Regions from separate parts of the Gossypium hirsutum genome. Here region 1 is linked to region 2. A link is a contact called in public Hi-C data. All regions are on one chromosome and are shown on one strand. Each heading gives the region's core, a stretch centred on a gene start, on an enhancer-like site or on the middle of the called end of the contact. The rest is flanking DNA. Distances are from core to core; before and after follow the strand shown. Region 1 overlaps LOC107893012 (a long non-coding RNA gene). Region 2 holds the start of LOC107892463 (violaxanthin de-epoxidase, chloroplastic).

Region 1 (6,087 bases), core at 2,669-5,168, 180 kb before region 2:
CTAATTGGGATGTATTCTGCGGCCAGGCAAACTCTAATTTTTTCCATGTTTCCTTTGTGACAGCACAATCGCGGAAGATATGTTCCCTGGTTTCTAGCTCTTACATGCATCTCTGACAGATGACTTCATTAGTTAATCGTATAGTTCTTAAGTTTACTAGAGTAGGAAAATAGTTAGGAGTGACTCTCCAAGCTATAATAATAATTTTTGAAGGAAGGTCACTATTCTAAAGTTTTTTGTAGCATTTAGTAATCTCACTTGGGTTGTAATTATTATTGTGAGCATTGCCTTTAAAAGAATTTTGTATCTGCTATGCACTGTATACTCACCCGATGCCTCACCTCTCCAGCTTAGAAAGTCTTTATGGGGAAGATGAGCCAGTGGGATTAGCAGTCTCTTTTGAGCAACAAATTTAGAAAAGGTACTTGAAATCAGTTTAGATCTCCATATTCTATTGCTATTATCGATAAGATCTTCAACCTTTGTGACATTTTGCTTATTAACTGTTTTTTTTATCAGCTGGCCATCGATATTTGGAACTCAGACATCTTCTTCAATTATGATATTACAGCCATTGCCCACCCTTTATCATAGAACTGAAAGAAGAAGTCCTTTTGCAACCCATATACTTTTCCAAGTATATGATGGTAAGTTCCCTAATTCTGAACTTAAGAAATCAGAATTTGGATGATATTTTTCTTTTAAAGTTCTTGCTAAAAGGGACTTAGGATTATCAATTAATCTCCACCCTTGCTTTGTAAGGAGGGCCAAATTAAATTATGCTAGATTGCGATAACCAAGACCACCCCATTCTTTTAATTCGTATAGTTTATTCCATGGACACCAATGGATTCCACGTCTGCCTTGATCCTTTTGCCACCAGAAATTAGCCATTATTTGTTCCATCTCTACACATGTTGATAGCGGTAATAGGAAACATGTCATTGTGTATGTTGGAATTGCTTGTAAAACAGCTTTAATGAACACCTTTTTTCCTCCTTGTGATAATAAACGAGTACTCCAGCTATCAATTTTCATCTTTATACGTCTTTTAAGTGTTGAAAAGCTATGCGTTTTTTCCTGCCCACCATATTTGGCAAACCCAAACAATTTTCAGAATTATTGGACCTTTAAACTCCCAACTGATTTGAAATGTTATCCCGGACTGTCTCCATTTTTATTTGAATTAAAAAACACAGTCGATTTTCCATAATTAATGCATTGGCTAGAACACTCCTCATACTTTTTTAGAACTTGTTCAAACGTCGTTGTTCCAATCTTAGTCGCTTCTCCGAACAGAATGCAGTCATCTACAAATAGAATGTGAGAGATCTGAGGTCCTCGTCTGCTTGCTTTAACCCCTTTTAGTCTTCATTCCTCAGTTGCGAGCCTAAGTAATGTAGAAAGTCCTTCACGAGAGGATCTCCTTGGCGTAGCTCTCTCTCTAGGGTAAAGACCATCCCTAGAACTCCATTTAAAACAACCGAATACGATATGGTGTTAATACAGTGCATAATCCTCTCAACCCATAAAATATCAAAATCCATCTTAAGCATCATTTGTTTCAAAAACTCCCATTCCACCCTATCGTATGCCTTACTCATGTCAATCTTGAGAGCCATTAGACCTTTTTTCCCCACCCTTTTATTTATCAAAATATGTATAAATTCATAGGCTAGGAGTACATTGTCAGTTATTAGCCTTCCCGAAATGAACATATTTTGAGCTGAGTCGATACAAAAATCAAGTACTTTTTGAAGTTTGTTGGCTATGGTTTTTGAAATGATTTTGTATAACACCGAATAAAGGCTAATTGGCCTAAAATCTGTAGTTTTTTGGATGAACAGTTTTTGGAATTAACACAATTTTCGTGTGATTCAAAGGTTTCAAAGACTTAGCTTTATTTAGGACCTCCAAGTAGAAATCTCTGATCTCCTTCCCTACAATGTGCCAGAATTTCTGGAAAAAAATTGCTGAAAACCCATCAGGCCTAGAAACTTTTGTCGGCCCAATGCTGTTTAGCACTTCAACAATGTCTTTCTCCTTATATTTGCTACTAATTATTAATTCATGTCTTTATCAATACACCTTTTAACACCCGTAAATAGGTGGTTTGTGTTACCGACCCCTTTGCATTTAAAGAGCCCCATAAAATAATTTTTAATAATAATTTCCATATTCGCACCTTTTGTTTTAAGAACACCATCGCTATCTTTCAATCCCCTGATTTTATTCATCCTATGTCTTTGAGATATTTTGTTGTGAGAAAAAGCCGTGTTTCTATCACCATCGCGCAACCAATTGGTTCTGGCCCTTTGTTCCCAATATAATTCCTCCTTTTCCATCTCCCAGTTTGGTTCTAATTTTACGTCGATAATTTCTGCTAACGTATCATCATCCCTATTCATGCCATCAAGCTTAACCAATCGATCTCGAAGATTCTTCGTTTTCCTATCGTGTTCTCCCTTAACATTTTTCCCCCATTTCTGTGAACCAACCCGAAGGTATTCCAGTTTGTCCAATGCATCTCCTGACTTCTCATCCCATAATTTTTTAATGACGTCAGCGCAAATAGGATCAAGGATCCACTAAGACTCGAATTTAAAATGATTTCTTCTAACTTGTGAACTATTTGTCTTCATCTGGATTAAAATTGGGCAATGATCAGAGAACGAATATGGGTGATGTTGTACCGGATAATCAATAAACAAGTTTAGCCACTCATTATTTGCCACTCCCCTGTCGAGTCTTTCTCTAATATTTTTGTTCTCGAAATTTCCCTTTTCCCATGTAAATTTCTATCCCGTATAACCAAATCAATCAAGTCACACTCAGCCAAGACCTTCTGAAATTCCTCCATTTGTCTTTCGTCCTTTGTTTCCCCTCCTTTCTTTTCATGGGCATACATAATTTCATTGAAATCTCTACACACATACCATAGCTCTGAACCTGTACTTCGTAGCCTTCGAAGAAGATTCCAAGATTCTTGCCTATTTGATTGTCTAGGGCTTCCATAAAACCCAGTAAACCTCCTTTTGTTTGAATTATCATCTACACTAATATCTACATCAATGTGATAATCTGAGTAGCTGCAAACATGAACTGAATAGTTTCCATTCCGTGCAAGATATAAACTGAAATGTCCATCCCATTCTGAAAACCACATTTTTTCCTAACTCGTTCTATATGAATGTGATCCAGTTTTGTCTCCATTAAGAAGACCAATTGGGGTTTGTAAAGTTTCAACATGTGTTGAAACCTCTTAATAGCCCAGGAATTCCCCAGTCCCCGGACATTCCAACATAGGATCTTCATTGGTTTCGGTCGGCTTACCAATTGGCAGCCGCCAATATAGTTTGTGTCAATTCTAAAATATCCTTTGGAGAAGCCTGTTCTGATTCAAAATTTTCATACCCCCCACGGGTCCATTGTAGGCCTTTACTCTTTTTACCATGCTTTCAATAGTGGGATGTGAGTTAATATCAGCTAGCTTTTCATGATTAAATTTGCGCTTCCCCAAAATCTTCTCAACCATGCTTGTATCAGATTTATCCTTTTTATCTAAGCGGCACCAACTGCTTCTATTATGGTTTATTTCTTGATCTGCTAGTAATTAGGTAGATTTCTCTAGCTCAGGATTTTCTATCGGATTTTCTACCGCGCCACTTTGATTCTTGTTAGACTTCTCTTTCACGATTATTGGCATTTTTTGAGGAATTAGATTATCTTAATTATTCCTATTATTTTGCCACACGTCTTCCGTTTCCAAAACATTAGGATTTCTTTCCGAATATCTCTCCGTCGCCGTCTAGTATTTCTGTTTCGTAGAGTCCGTATAGAAAATTTCTTCACTATTCTTTCCTTCCACGCCTGTGTAGTGGCACTGTTTCATTGTTTTCTTTTTCAAGGATCCGAGCCATAGGCTTTCTTTTCCTATTATGGATGATTTAGCTTTGAGTGCTATTGAATAAGGTAGTTCATTTTCTGTCTTATCTCGATCTTCAAGCGGTATTTTCGTGTATTCTTTGACACCATGTCCTAACCGGCCACATCCAAAACAAAACGTTGGAAGACTCTCGTATTTCAAAGGAAGCCAAGTTTTTCCTTGTTTGTTTGGAGAGATAAAAATACCTCTTCCCAGAGGTTTTTGAATGTCTAAATTAACCCTAATTCGGCAAAACTCACATTTTATCTCTAATCGAATTACACCCTCAAACGTGGATCCCACCGCATGCATCAATTCCTTCTTATCATATCAGGAGGACACAGCCCAGTTTTAATCCAAAATGGAGAGATAACCAATCTAATTTTGTTCCGCTCCATTACTTTCGTTATCCGATCAAAGATTGTTAATTATTTTTGAAAAAACCATGGATGCCTTTCCATAATCTGCTCTAGATCTTCATCGTCTTCAAAAGATATTGAGAACAAGTTTTGCCCCACAATAAGAATCTCAAATTTCTTTCTTGTTTTCTATATGCTCCTCAAGTGTGCTCTCAAACTGTTTGGATTGTAATATTTCTTTGTCCAAACTGTACATATCAGCATCTGATTTTCAGATGGAATTACTAAAGAACTTTTCACCGATAGCTGGATCAATTCTTCTTCAAGAAGTGCTAATTCCTTCTCATCTTCCAAACCCCCGAAGTCACCACTCGCCTTCTTCCCAACCACAGTAGTCGCTGTTTCTTTGGTAGACTTAGGAGAGCACTATTGACTTTTTAAGGTTTTTCTATTAAATATATATTTAACTCTCTCTCTCTTTTTTGAATAATCTCAAAATAGGTTTTGATTATATTTGTTTTTTTTTTGACACAATGCTTAGAACTGTCCATAGTCCCTCTCCAACCCAAAAAAAGGAGGATAATGCATTTCAACGCACTCAAACCCACGTCCTCTTGCATTGATAATAATATCCATGCCAACTGATAATATTTAATTCTAATTTAATTCATATATTTAACAATTTCAAGTATTTTAAACATATTTTTCTTGGATATAAACTCAAATAATATTCTAATAATAAAAAATAAAAACTAATTTAAATTTTAATCAAATATTTTTAAAACACATGAAAATTTTCATTAGAAATAATAAAATGCGTACTCCATTTAAGGTCTCTCCGTTCTGATTTTGGCATCAAATGAGGCAACAACTCATTGCAATATTTGACTGCCATCATTTGAGGCAAAAGGCTTAAAAAGATAAAAAGTAACGTTTAGGTTTTGAATTTGCTAATTTTCTCAAGTTGATTTTTATTTTTATTCCACGATAATATTTGAATTTGGTAATTATTTTTCATTCGATTCAAGAACTTAGATTTATTAAGGTGTGATAATATGATATTCTAAAATATATCATGTCATCATACTTTATCGAAATTCAAGTTTATGAATCAAATTAAAAAAAAATACTAAAGGCTAGTTCTCTATTATTATTGTGGTTGAAAAGTGCTTTAAAAGATTCTTTTAGAAAAAAATATTTTTGAAAAGTGTGTTTGTTAGTTTTTATTGTTCTCCATTGCTAGAAAATATTACGGTTGAAAGTTAAAATATATTTTTTAGACATGATAGTAGAAACTAAAAAAATAATTAAGTTATATGATATTTAAATAGTTTAATATAATGATACATTAAATATAAAATTTAAATACCTATTAAGTAATTAATATAAATTATTTGTAAAATTTATATATAATTTTTTAAATATTTAAATATAATAATAAATAATATTTAAATAATTTAATATTATAATATGTAAATTATAAATTAATCTATTTTTATATACTTTTAAATAATTATTATAAATAAATATATTTTTAATAATTTTTACTTCCAAATATAAAAACTAAAAACATCTAAATCTTTAACTTTTGAGTTTAGATAAAAAAATACCTTTTCACCTCAATTTTGACTCCAAAAACTAACCATGTGTTAGTGCAAAAGCACTTTTGCACAGCATAAACATTGAAGAACAAGCTGTGTTTTCAAAGAGGTTTTGGATTTTACTTTTGGCTTTTGGTTAATCAAATTACAAAAACACCCCCTTAATTGTAATATTTTCCTTTTTAAATTTACTTTAGGTATA
Region 2 (6,145 bases), core at 1,286-3,785:
GCTGCTAGAAAAACTTCTCATGCTGTTGGCCAAGCCACAAAGACTATCATGAATATCATAAATCAAGGAGAAATGAGCTCAGAGAACAACGATGATAGTGGCACTGATAGGCTGGAAATGTAAGGAGTTCATTGCTTCCCAATGCCCCCATGGATGGCTAGTGTTAGGCTTTACTAGTATACAATCGGAACACACACTCCCACGCCATAGACCCCAGCTTTCTCACTTATTTTGTACATTCTGCAGCATCTTGAATCATGAACTTCTGGGCTCTGGCTGCACTTGCTAGATTCATTTATTTTGAAGATGGCAAACCAGCCAAATTTAATAACTTTTTTGACAGATTACTTGGTTTTTTTTTTTTCTTTTTCTATGTTATTTGGACTAAGGTCTAGGAATATCATTCGAGTACCTATCCAATTGGTATATGTTAAATATTTTTAAAGTCTTCTTGTATATATTTTTTTCCACCAAACTACTTCCATTTTTTTCCTTTCCAGATCCATCTTTATCCTGAAAGCTGAGATCACTTAAAACGATACTAAAAGAGGGTGTTTCTGATGAAGTTTTGTTCCATTCTCTGCTCCCCATACATAATGCCGAAAAGTATAGGTTGTATTATACCTCAGAGTGACTAGAATTAGAAGAAAGTGTAATACTTGGCTCTCTTCTGATTCCATCCCAAAACAGCGAGTTTCAGCTCAGGATTCTCAGTTAAAAGAATGTTAGTAACCCGCAACATAGAAGATTAAACAAGAATGGAACTAAAACTACAGAATTTCAATTGCTTTTACGTAAGAAATTTCACATAGTTTCGTGAATGGTCCAGGATCCATTGTACCTTAGTATCTCTATGAATAATGCGTCCATCCATATAATGGTGGAGATACCTCAACGCAAGCAGTCTCTTAGGATCTTAACTCGTTTTCCCCATGTCAAGAACACTGTCTTATCCAGAACAATGATGAAAGCCAAGAAGTTTTCTAAAGGTGATGAGAGAATAAGATTAAAGGAGAGCTATATGTATGTCTGCAGTCGAACATCCTAAAAGGTTGCACCGTACAACCTTTTCTCTAGCATGGCAAGCCTCACTGTGAGTCAGGAATGCGCAATCCTTGCCATATGAGATATAGATACATCACTTTCCACTAGCCTAAGGCAAGCATGACTTCAATGAGTCTAACTAAAACTGCACAACAAAAAACGATTTCAGGCAAGAATTACTTAGGACAATATTCAAATACCAGATATTGCTCATCGTCTTCAATTCAGCAACCAGACATTGAAACAAGCTTCAGATGTTGAATCCAGGGAAGACCTGCAAATTTGCTTTTGAAAGAATCAGGAGAGTTGCTTCTGTTTATCTGCTTGATGGCCACAAGCTGTCCACTAGGAAGAATGCCTTGATAAACTTCACTGGTAATTCCCTTGCCTAGACTGTTCTGTTTTCTGCTAAAGCTTATAGCATTCTCAATCTCACCCTTGGAGCAACTTTAGAGACTGGAGCACCTATTATAATTATGTTTTGATTTAACATGTTTATGAAGTTGTTTCTTGAGCTTGTTCCTCTTCATCCTCATGGTCACATACTTTACCAGGTCAAGGATGAGCACTAGTACTATTACCACGATAAGAAGTTAAGAACCTTAAGTAAGTCTTTTAGGCTAGACAAAACATAATTCTAAGCAAGGTTGATTCAAGAACATATGTGGGTTCTACTACTGTAATTTCTTTTACTTGTAACTTAAGAAATGTAAGGTTTTAACCCGGAGTAACTTCCATGCTCTTTTCCAGTTATTATTGGATGAGCAGAAAAAATCAATGTCTGCAAAATGTGATTATATAATGGAGAAATGGAAGTTAATTTCACAGGAAAAAACGCCAACCAGAAATACATTTATAGACCGTGTTTTTCTTAGTGGTTATCACTGATATAACATTTCAAGAAGTCATTTTTTATTATTCAACAACCATAAAAGCTTTGAAACAAGGAAAGAGTTATCATGAATTTTCAAGGTTTTACGGCTTGATTAATTTGGTGTTAAAAGATGCAGCAAAATTCATCGTTTGGGGGAGCTAAATCCTGTCTTGTAGTTTCAACACTAATTACGTGTATGGTTCCCAAAGCTTTTCGATGCTACATTAATTACGTATACAAAAAAATGTTCTTAAAATGATACATCTTTTTCAGACTTGTCGAGTATGGATCGAACTGTCATCTTGTACATTTCAGATAACATCACACTCACTTTGGAATTTCAACATGAAAATAAATAAATATGGTTAGTCTAGTTTTTTCAGCATGGATGAGAAAATTAAGTAAATCAAGTTTTTCTACTTTTTTAATGGATAAATTTTAGTACCCATAAAAATTTAAACTGTGGGCTAAATGTATCATTTACAATATTTTCGGGTCAAATCACAAATTCTTTTTTTTATTGTTGTCGTTGAAGTGAAATTTTGATAAAATGAAGCTAGCTTCAAATTGTACGACTACTTGGTTAAAGACAGGGCCCGACATTCCCAAATATACAGGGATACGTAAAAGGTCTGGTTTCCACACATTGTCTTATCCTAATTTCACTTATCGATCAACTTGCTGTTAGTCACACGTTGTTGTTGGCTTCTTGCCGCCTTTTTTTTCTCCCCAAGTGTTAACAATCCATTGCCTGTCTGTCTGCAATCTCTCTTTTATAACCATGCCTAACATTTAAAAATCATTAAAAAGAAGAAGAACCCACCATTTTATTTTCCTGCTCCATTCAATTAAGGTCTGTTCTTTTCTCCCTTTCTCTTTAAAATAAATAACCTTTTTCTTGTATTTATAGCTGGTAATTGACGGAAAAAAGAAGAAAAGTTCTTGGTTTGTAAACTAGTAAAGTTTGGGAATTTGTTGCTAAGTTTCATTCTGGCATTTCTTGGTGGGAAATGGATATGATTCATTAAATGATAAATTTTATAATACAATTTTGCTCTTCCTTTTTATTTTTATCTCGAAATTGAGCATCTTTTGCTTAATTTTTCTATGGAATTTGTTTGTTAGGAAAATGGGTTTTATTCCTTAGTTGATAATTTGTTCCAGAAATGGTAAACCAGGCAACTAAATGCTCTTCTTTTGATTGTTTTGCTCCTTTTTTTCATTTCCTTTTACAAATGCTAGTAGATGATTGCTTTTTTATATGTGCTGAAAGTTTGGTTTAGTGAATGATGCAAAAATTATATATTTAGATCATATGCATATATGGAAAGTTAGATTCTGACATTTCTACTGAAAGAATTGGACTCTATTCCTTCGAATTTCTCCAGTAACAACATTTATACTGATTTATTGTAGATAATCAGGTTGTATGTGAAGTTGAGATACTGGAATATGGCAGAAGCTGCTCGTCTAATATGTTTTTCCCATGGTAAAAGTGTTAAAGTTCCATGTAGAACATCCGGATTTACTCGTAAAGAGAGGTTTCACCGGAGACTAGTAGCTCATTTTCATGGCATGATGCTACTGAAACTTCAATCTAGTTGCAGAAACTCAAGGTATTCTCAGTTAATTAAGCCGAATATGAATTATTCTGCATCGAAGTTAAGATGTTCACATCAGTTTTCAAGAAGAAAAGAGAGAAAATTTTCATCAAGTAGTAGCAATGAAAGAACACCTAAGGTAGTATTGGTGTATAGATGCTGCTGAGTTTCTTACTAATTAACCACATTCCTTCGTATGTTAATGTTCGTATTTTTGTATTTACGTATCTTCTTCTTTTCCTTTTTCTCTTTGGGGTCTTCTTTAAGGCAGAAGAGGTATTTTCATTTCAGATACCCACCATATCAAATCTCTTAGAACAATGGAGCCAGTCACAGACTGTGAAATTGGTTGGACTACTTGCATGTGCATACTTGGTGATTCCATCAGCTGCTGCTGTTGATGCTCTAAAAACATGCACTTGCTTGTTGAAGGAGTGCAGGTATTCGATCAAATTAAGTGTAAATGGTCTTTAAATTTAGTACTCGTCTTACAGTTTTAACTTTAGCTCATTAAAACATGACAACAAGCTGTACTATCGCACCACATCCTACTAATAGTAGTTCCTGTTTACTTATTTCTACCCTGTCAAAAGCTGTTTGCAAGGGTAACTGAGAAGCTGCCTTTACTGCATAAGTGGTTCATGGAAGGCCTACAGTTCACCACATTTTGTAATCTATATATCTATTAGTAATCTATAGATTGTGTGAAACATTCATACGTAAAGAGATCAATCCTGAAACCATCACCAATGAGTATAACCATCAATTTCAATCATCAGATATCTTATACAACTCTGGAACAGAATCCAATCTTTTGTATTTTTTTTGTTTCAGCTTCTTAAATGAACCTCCTACATCCCTGATTACTTTAGATTGCATTCTTAAGTATATAAAGATAAAGGTTCTACCATCATCTAACTCGATGTGCAATGTTGTTCTTGTCAGGATAGAACTTGCTAAGTGCATTGCCAACCCGTCATGTGCTGCAAACGTTGCTTGCCTCCAGACCTGCAATGATAGGCCAGATGAAACCGAATGCCAGGTTAGTTCTGTATGTTTCTTGCAAATAATTTATGTTGAATGATGGGGCAGCTTATGCGTGAGGGTGTGCATATTATGCTTTTTATCAGCACTTTTGCAGATTAAATGCGGGGACCTGTTTGAGAACAGTGTTGTAGATGAATTTAATGAGTGTGCCGTCTCGCGCAAGAAGTGTGTGCCTCAGAAATCTGATATAGGGGAATTCCCTGTCCCAGATCCTGCTGTTTTAGTTGAAAACTTCAACATTGCAGATTTTACTGGGAAATGGTTCATAAGTAGTGGTCTAAATCCTACCTTTGACACTTTTGACTGCCAACTACATGAATTCCATATAGAAGGTGGCAAACTTGTCGGGAATCTGTCTTGGAGAATAAGAACACCAGATGGTGGCTTTTTCACTCGATCAGCTACGCAAAGATTCTTGCAAGATCCAAACCACCCTGGGATTCTTTACAATCATGACAATGAGTACCTTCACTATCAAGATGACTGGTAATATCCGTTCCTGTATATATCTTTTAAGTTAGCATTCGCTGGTTAAGTATATCCTGAATATTAAACATTCAATCATATTTGAGGGAAGCATTTCACTTGTATGTGCTTAAAATTTATAATCTGGTGCTACCGTAAGGCAAAGTGTTTTGAGTTTCGAAACCCCTGGTGATGATTGTGCCTTTTTTCATAAGATTCTTGCTTTTGTACTCATTGGTTAATATAACATGCAGGTATATTATATCATCCAAAATAGAAAACAAACCAGATGATTATGTATTTGTATATTACCGGGGTAGAAATGATGCATGGGACGGATATGGTGGTGCCGTTGTCTACACAAGAAGTGCAGTTTTGCCCGAAACCATTGTACCTGAACTCAAAAGAGCAGCTCAAAATGTAGGCAGAAATTTCAACAAATTTATCAGAACAGATAATTCTTGTGGTCCAGAGCCTCCCCTTGTAGAAAGACTTGAAAAGAAAGTAGAGGAAGGTGAGCAGACACTGATTAGAGAAGTCGAACAGATAGAAGGGGAGGTGGAGAAGGGGGTCGAGAAGGTTGAGAAGACGGAACAGACATTGTTTCAGAGGTTGGCTGAAGGTTTTAAAGAGCTGCAACAAGATGAAGAAAACTTCTTGAGAGGGCTAAGCAAAGAAGAGATGGAACTTTTGAACGACTTGAAAATGGAAGCGAGTGAAGTCGAGAAACTCTTCGGGGAAGCACTTCCGATCAGGAAACTAAGATAGATTGTTTCACAAGTGATTCACCACAGTTAAATTACATCGTTTTGTTTTAGAAACTGTATAGCTTATATCTCCGTAATTCACATGGAGGCTCAAATCAGTTCAAAAAGTATTCATTCTGCTACTTGTTTTTCTAAACATATGCATATTCATGATATTAAATAAGATCTAAGTAAAGATCATCAAGAATCAATTATCAAACAGCTCAACGGAATAAAAATACAACATCATAAATATGTATACATGTAATATGCAAAACACCAACCAAGATCGAAAAGAGTCGATCTAAACGCAACAACTAGATATCTATAGATCAAAACACATAGCAACCCCAAACCTTGGGATTCGA

Evidence for each region. Hi-C and Micro-C count contacts between places; a contact is called where the count stands out from the background.
Region 1: a contact with region 2 is called in a Hi-C map of hypocotyl, with 6 times the contacts expected there. The contact joins the enhancer-like site here to the promoter of LOC107892463 in region 2. A contact is called at or near these places in 9 of 34 Hi-C or Micro-C datasets (anther, callus, hypocotyl and 1 more).

The regions. Positions count from the first base shown.
Region 1 is chrA11:101,520,417-101,526,503 of Gossypium_hirsutum_v2.1, reverse strand. It overlaps LOC107893012 (a long non-coding RNA gene), which reads left to right. Exons shown (of 5, transcript XR_001682707.2): 3 at 64-421; 4 at 520-647. Among protein-coding and RNA genes, the nearest start is that of LOC107893012, 4.0 kb to the left of the region's middle. Within about 2 kb of position 3,918, at least 5 of the 9 cell types and tissues checked have an H3K27ac peak or open chromatin away from gene starts, as enhancers often do.
Region 2 is chrA11:101,339,703-101,345,847 of Gossypium_hirsutum_v2.1, reverse strand. It overlaps LOC107892463 (violaxanthin de-epoxidase, chloroplastic), which reads left to right and starts at 2,535. Exons shown (of 6, transcript XM_041081937.1): 1 at 2,535-2,771; 2 at 3,335-3,658; 3 at 3,787-3,959; 4 at 4,465-4,561; 5 at 4,661-5,052; 6 at 5,286-5,920. The coding sequence starts at 3,371. The coding sequence ends at 5,799. It also overlaps the pseudogene LOC107892471.